2 separate regions of the Mus musculus genome follow, and region 1 is linked to region 2. Evidence: chromatin contacts called from public promoter capture Hi-C data. All regions are on one chromosome and are shown on one strand. The core of a region is the stretch at or near the end of the contact, and the rest is flanking DNA. Distances in the headings are between cores, read along the strand shown. Region 1 overlaps Oser1 (oxidative stress responsive serine rich 1). Region 2 has its middle 24 kb from the start of Srsf6.

The links. Capture Hi-C pulls out chosen DNA fragments and counts their contacts.
Region 1: a promoter capture Hi-C map of pancreatic islet shows a contact between it and region 2. The contact joins two enhancer-like sites. A contact is called at or near these places in 8 of 39 promoter capture datasets (the C10 cell line, the HPC-7 cell line, cranial neural crest and 3 more), 12 of 484 Hi-C or Micro-C datasets (the AML12 cell line, CD4 T cells, Th1 cells and 7 more), 5 of 115 datasets of contacts at active chromatin or transcription factors (the SCID.adh cell line, embryonic basal ganglia, embryonic forebrain and 2 more) and 1 of 9 other capture datasets (pancreatic islet).

Annotation. Positions count from the first base shown.
Region 1 is chr2:163,410,095-163,413,391 of GRCm38.p6, forward strand. It overlaps Oser1 (oxidative stress responsive serine rich 1), which reads right to left. Exons shown (of 4, transcript NM_025699.2): 3 at 1,303-1,416. Among named protein-coding and RNA genes, the nearest start is that of Oser1, 7.7 kb to the right of the region's middle. Within about 2 kb of position 1,912, at least 66 of the 459 cell types and tissues checked have an H3K27ac peak or open chromatin away from gene starts, as enhancers often do. A contact at or near this core is called in pancreatic islet, where this site is marked.
Region 2 is chr2:162,906,267-162,909,590 of GRCm38.p6, forward strand. It overlaps the pseudogene Gm11452. Among named protein-coding and RNA genes, the nearest start is that of Srsf6, 24 kb to the right of the region's middle. Within about 2 kb of position 1,890, at least 10 of the 459 cell types and tissues checked have an H3K27ac peak or open chromatin away from gene starts, as enhancers often do. A contact at or near this core is called in pancreatic islet, where this site is marked.

The DNA.
Region 1 (3,297 bases), core at 662-3,161, 500 kb after region 2:
GAGACCTCATGTCTCAAAAAAAAGTTATAAAAGTTGTAAAATAAATTAAAATGGCCAAAGTGCAAATACACCAGTTATCAAAACAAATGCACTAAACTCAGCAAATTAAAAAAAAGAAAAAGAAAGAAAAGCCCTTAGTAGACTGAATAAAGCAGAATCAAGTCACATGCTATTTATGTGACCCACCAGTAATTTAAAACCAAAGTGATTAAAAGGCCAGGAAAGAAATACACTGTTCACATGCTGGCAGAAACTGACACTCTAACACTAACTTCAAGCATCACAGACCTTAGGACAAAAGCTACTGGACTGTATAATAAGGCTGGGGATGTCGCTCAGCTGCTAAGTGTGCTTCTCTGCCATGCACCAGCAGAAACATGAAGACAGAAAATGTCTCAGTAAACTCATTTTTAAAACCTATGAAGTCAGGCACGGGAGGGAGCTCAGGCTTAACACTCCAGAAACTGGGACGCTACCTGAGGTCAGACTGAGCTACTTGGTAAGTTAATGGCCAAACTGGCCAGAGTGGAGTGTCTGAGAAGAATCACTGGGTCTTATAAGGTTGGATCACAGCATACTCTCTTCAGGAAACTTGGGAAAGAAAACCCAATCCTAAATTACTCAATGTGGTAGTTTAAGAATGGCCCCCATAGGCTCCTATGTTTGAATACTTGGCCCCCTGTTGGTGGAACTGTCTGAAATGATTACAAGGTATGATCTTGTCAGAGGTGTGTCACTGGAGGAGGGCTCTAAGGTTTCAAAAGTCCACACCACTGCCACTGTCTCTCTTCCTCACAGCTGTGTATCCAGAAGTGAGCTCTCAGCTACCACTCCAGAACTATGTCCACCTGCCGGCCTACTTACTACGCTCCCTGCCACGATGGGTAAGGACTCCAACCTCTGAAACTGTGAGGCCCAAAACTCGTTCTTCTATCAGCTGCCTTGACCATGGCATCTCTTCACATCAGAAAATAAATGAGACAAACAAGACGAAAGTCTTTAAGGAGTGGGGCCTGAGCTGGCTCTGTGGTTAAGAGCATTTGCTTTTCTTACAGAGAACCCAAATGGCTCACATCTTCCTTGTAAATCCAGTTCCAGGGATTCCAACACTGCACAGGCACATGCATATACCAAAAAAAAAAAGTCCTTATGCTAAGCCTGACAACCAGAGTTTGATCCCTGAAACATATGCGGTGGAGAACTAAGTCTCAAAAGTTGTCCTTTGATTTCCATACACACTCCCTGGAAGGTACCACACCCCAAATAAATAATCATAATTAAAGGGAAGGGGGGCACTCTTACCCATGCCAACTGTCTTTAGATGCACACATGGTTTTCGGTTTGGTATCATCGGCTGCTGTTCTGGCTGATGCTCTGACACTTGGGCCTTCTCCAACAGACAGAGATATGATGGACCTGAGGACAAGAACAAAGTTTACTATGATGAAAAGCTACATCACGAGGACAACTTTCCACCCTCACTAACCCCAATACAACTTTGAATGACACCTTTTCTTTCTAGTTTACACTTCTCAAAATTTAGCTTTGATCTGGGCATGGTGGCACACATCTTTAATCCCAGCACTCAGGAGGCAGAGGCAGAGGCAGGTGGATCTGTGAATTCAAGGCCACCCTGATCTACAAGGCAAGTTCCAGGAAAACAGAGAAACCACATGTTTGGATTATTATAAGAGACACTATGGTAAATGCTTGTAATCAAAGCTGGGTAGGGGAAACAGTTACACAGGGAAATCCTATCTCAAAAACTAATCAGTCAATAAATAAGAAAACAAATAGAAAAATTAAGCTTTTAATGTGAAATTTCCTCCAAAACCAAACTGGAAAGATCCCTAAAAACCTTTGATTGCAAGATCATAAGCCAGAGCAACCAGCAGTGCAACCAGCAGTGAGCTATAAATAGAGCTTCAGTCTGTTTATCTGGGGCAGATCAAGCCTTCTATGTTCAGAGAGAATGCTAATGACACCGATGTTCTTTCACCTACGAAACCACAGACATAGGAACTAAGTTTAGGAGCCTATCGTTAAGAGTCAATTCAACTAGCAAAGAATGGCGTTTCTGAGTATTTTACAACTTTGAGAAAGATGTTCCTATTCTTACAACTAGCAAATCTGAACTGCTGTTACTCTGTTACAGCTTTACTCTAAAAGTGTACAAAAGGAATATGGGTTCCCAGCTAAGAACATTTTCTTAAAAATGTAAATGAGAACCATCTGTATCAAGACTATCAACCTTAGCATTTTGATAGAAGTCCTTTCAAAATATATATAACACAAGAATCTGAGTTTGAACCCCAAAATTAAAATTAAAAAGCCAAGTGTAGTTGTGTGTGCTTATAATCACAGAGCTGGTTGGGGGAAAGATAGGATCCAGGGACTCACTGGTTGGCCAACCTAGCCTACTTGGCAAGCTCCAGGCTAGTGAGACAGTTTGTCTTTAAAAAACAAACAAAAAACAGATGGATAGCACCCATGGAATAGCAGTCCAAGTTGTCTTGTCTACAAACACACACACACACACACACACACACTCGCACGCAAGCCCACGCGCACACACATCCAAACATGGTAGTGCCTGATTGTAATTCTAGAAGAGTGGCAGAAGGACTGCAGTAAGTTAAGTCCAATCTGGGCTACATACTACAGAAAGGTGCAGGCCAGCCTGGGCTACCTAGTAAGACCCTGTCCTAAAAGTATAAGCACAAAGAACTTTTAATGACATGAGAGTACGTTTGAATTATCGTAAGAGACACTATGGTAAATGCCAGTGCACAGCATGATCTAAAACACTATACCCTCAATCCCAGCACTCAGGAGGCTGAGGAGGATCACAAGCCTGGAATCAGCCTGGCTAAACCGAAAGACCTTGTCCATACCTCAGAAAAACATCAAAGCCGGGCATGGTGGCACACACCTTTAATCCCAGCACTTGGGAGGCAGGGGCAGGCAGATCTCTAAATCTGGTCTACAGAGTGAGTTCCAGGACAGCCAGGGCTACACAGAGAACCTTGTCTCGAAAAACAACAACAACAAAAAAAAAAAAAAAAAAAAAAAAAAAAGAAAAAAGTAAATTGTGACTCTTCTTATTCTTAGCCTTTTATTTTTCCTAAAATATTTTATAGTCAAATTAAAAGGTTTATTGATTTATAATACAAAGACATTTGTTCTGATAAGACAAATACCACTGAAAATCAAAACCTGTTTAACAGGATCATGCTAAACTCCTAGTAAAGCGTAATGAGTCAGTCCTCGGCAGTCCCCTTCGTCAGGGTGTATGAC
Region 2 (3,324 bases), core at 640-3,139:
ATACCCCATCCCCCATCACCCCTGACCACCTGCAGAAGTTGGGAGAGCTGGCCTCAAGACAGAAGAACTATCCTCACCTCTCTCATTGCCCCTCACTGGCAGCATTCAGGAGAATGGGCCCTAAACCTCACCAGGGCAGCAGAGTGGAGCTGGCCCTGGTGGTGAAGACACTGGTGAGGCAGCCCCAAGGGAAATTAGAGCAGGAAAGCTAGCCCAGCTCCTCGCTGGCTGTAGCACTTGGGAGAGTGGGAGACTGGGCACCACAGTGGAGTTGGCTCTGGGGGTGTGGAAATGGGTAAGCCAGGCCCAAGGGCATGAGAGCAAGAGAGCTGACCTGCCTCTTGCCAAGGGTGGCATTGCATGGTCTAGCTGGGGCAATGCTGGAGAGCTCATCGTGGTAGTGTAGTTAAGGGAGAGACATTGGGCTGACCAGCTCAGCTACCACCCAGGCCCAGACCCAGGGCTTTGAGTTTGCTCACCCCAAAACCTACATTATCTGTGAACTGTTGGAGCATGCGAAAGGGCCAGTCCTGCTGACCCAAAGCTGCAGGATCTCTATGGGAAAGTGGGTCCTGGGAGACTGGGCAGCACAGTAGAGTTAGGAAACAACAGGATAACCAAGAAGAGGCCCAGTAAGGAGCCAATATTGATGGTGTTGAAGAAGCCGGAGATCTCGAACCAGACCAATGACTCAGTGCAATGAACATCTGTAAGTGAAGATGTGTGGACAGAGGGACATTCTGTAGGACACACTGTGGCACGCTTCCACGATGAGCTGTTTTCTACGCTTAGTTTTGTTTATTTTGTTTCAGTTTTATTTGTGTGTTATTTTTTTTTTTAATAGGGGAGGTTGGTAGGGCAGATATGAGGGCACGGGGAGATGAGTGGGACTGGGAGCATGATGTGAAACTCACAAAGAATCAATAAAAGTTTGTAAAAATAATAATAATAAATTAAACTAAATAAAAACTTGCCCACTTCTGCGCCAGGAACTGAACTGGGCACTTGATGAACATCACCTCTTAATCCCCAGAAACATTCCAGGGAGGGTCCCACCTCCTGGGCCATGAGGGAGCTGAAGGAGTGCCCACTGCAGTTTCATGACTTTAAGTCTGTGGACCACCTGACGGTCTGTCCCCGCCACAGGGCAAGGCTGGCCCGCTCCAAGGACGCTGGCATTGGCATTGAGGAGCTGGACACCCTGCAGCTGGAGTTTGAGACCCTGCTGTCCTCTGCAAGCAGGCGACTGCGTCTACCGGAAGCTGCAACCCAGATCCTTACTGACTGGCAGGATAAGAAAGGGGACCGACGATTCCTGAATCTAGATCGAGACCACAAACTTGGTACTCCACCCCACCAAACATGGGAAGCCCAAGAAGCAGAAACTGGGAGGGAAGACAGGCCCAGGACGACCCAAATCCAAAAAAAAAAAAAAAAAAGTTCAACCCAAGATCCAGGAATATGAATTCACTGATGACCCAATCGACCTGCCTCAGATCCTCATGAATGATGCTCCCAACGGGTTCTGGGCCTCTATTGTGCCAGCATCACCAGTGAGGAGGTACGAACACTAGAGGAACTCCTGAAGCCCCCAGAAGATGAAGGTGAACATTACAAAATTCCCCCACTAGGCAAACACGACTCCCAGCGCTGGGCCCAGGAGTATCTGCTAGAGCAGCAGAGAATGGGGCTCGGGCAGCAAATGTGGCTGACAAGGAGAAAGGCCTCATAGGACCACTGGCGGAACTGGACACAAAAGATGTGGATGCCCTGCTGAAGAAGTCTGAGCCCAGCATGAACAGCCAAAAGACGGATGTCCCTTTGGTGCCCTGACACAGCGCCTGCTGCAGGCCCTAGTGGAGGAAAATATTATTTCCCCTATGGAGGACTCTTCTATTCCTGACATAGCTGGGAAAGAATCAGGGGCAGATGGAGCAAGCACCTCCCCCTGCAATCAGAACAAGCCTTTCAGTTTGCCACATACTAAGTCCCTGGAGAGCCGCATCAAGGAGGAGCTGATTGCCCAGGGCCTCCTGGAGTCCGAGGACCGGCCTGCGGAGGACGAGGTCCTTGCTGAGCTGAGCAAACGGCAGGCTGAGCTGAAGGCACTCGGTGCACACAGCCGCACCAAGAAGCACGACCTGCTGAGGTTGGCAAAGGAGGCGGTGAGCTGGCAGGAGCTAAGGCAGCGGAGCGGGTCCACGTGGCAGACAATGAGGTCGTGGATGCCTTCCGAAAGATCCTGGCTGCCCGGCAGAAGAAGCGCACCCCGGCAAAGAAAGAAAAGGACCAGACCTGGAAGACCATGAAAGAGCGGAAAAGCATCCTGAAGCTCCTAGACGGGTAGCCATACCTGCTGCTGGCCATCCCCATGGCCTGGCAGAAGTCCACGTCCTTTGAAGCCTTGGCCAGAGGCTCACTATCAAATGACAACAGTCTCGGGGCTGAAACACTCTCAGGCCACCCAGCTAAGCTTTATGTAGCCAGTATGCAAGGCCCTACTGCGCTTGCCTGGACCTAGCATCCGCCTGATGCCCCCCAAGATGAGCGGGTTTGTTCCTCATCCCTTCCCCCTTACCATCTCCACACCTCTCCCTCAGGGACTTCTTCCTTGAAGTTTTGTAAAATACAAACTTAAGAATAAAGTGACTGCTGGGTTTCGGGGTGGGGGGGTGTTTTGTTTTGTTTTAAGTTATTAAAAAAACAATAAAATAAAATAATAAAAAACTTCCTGCTAAAACTTGAAATAAGGCAAGGCTATCTGTTTTCCCCCGTTCTGTTTAACATTGCATTGAGATCTCAGCCAGTGATGCAAGAAAAGAGAGAAATAAATGGCAGACGAATTAGGAGTGAAACGGTCTTTCTACAGAGATGAAATGATCGTTTATATAGAAAATCTTAAGGCGGCTCTAAAACCAGCTTTGAAAACTCATAAGCAAAAAGAAAGAGAGAGAACTTGTAACTACAATAACAATATACCAATAACAATATACCAAAATCAAATTTTACATTCTAATGGTGAAAAAAAATTGGAACGTGAAATAAGAAAAACAATTTCATTTATTGTATTGTCAGAAACCATGCCATACTTAGAAGTAAATATAGCAAATGACATTCCCTCTATTGAAAATAAAAACTACACTGAAACCCAGGAGATATTACAGAGAGTTAAAGACTCGCCAAACAAATGGAGAGACATGGCCAGCTCATGGACTGGAATAGTCAGGGTTTTTTATGTCACCTGCAGGATTTAAAACCTTCCAGCCATACTTACCCAACCGTTTTGGAGGATTTTTCAAATTGGTTCTAAAATGTATAAAGAAA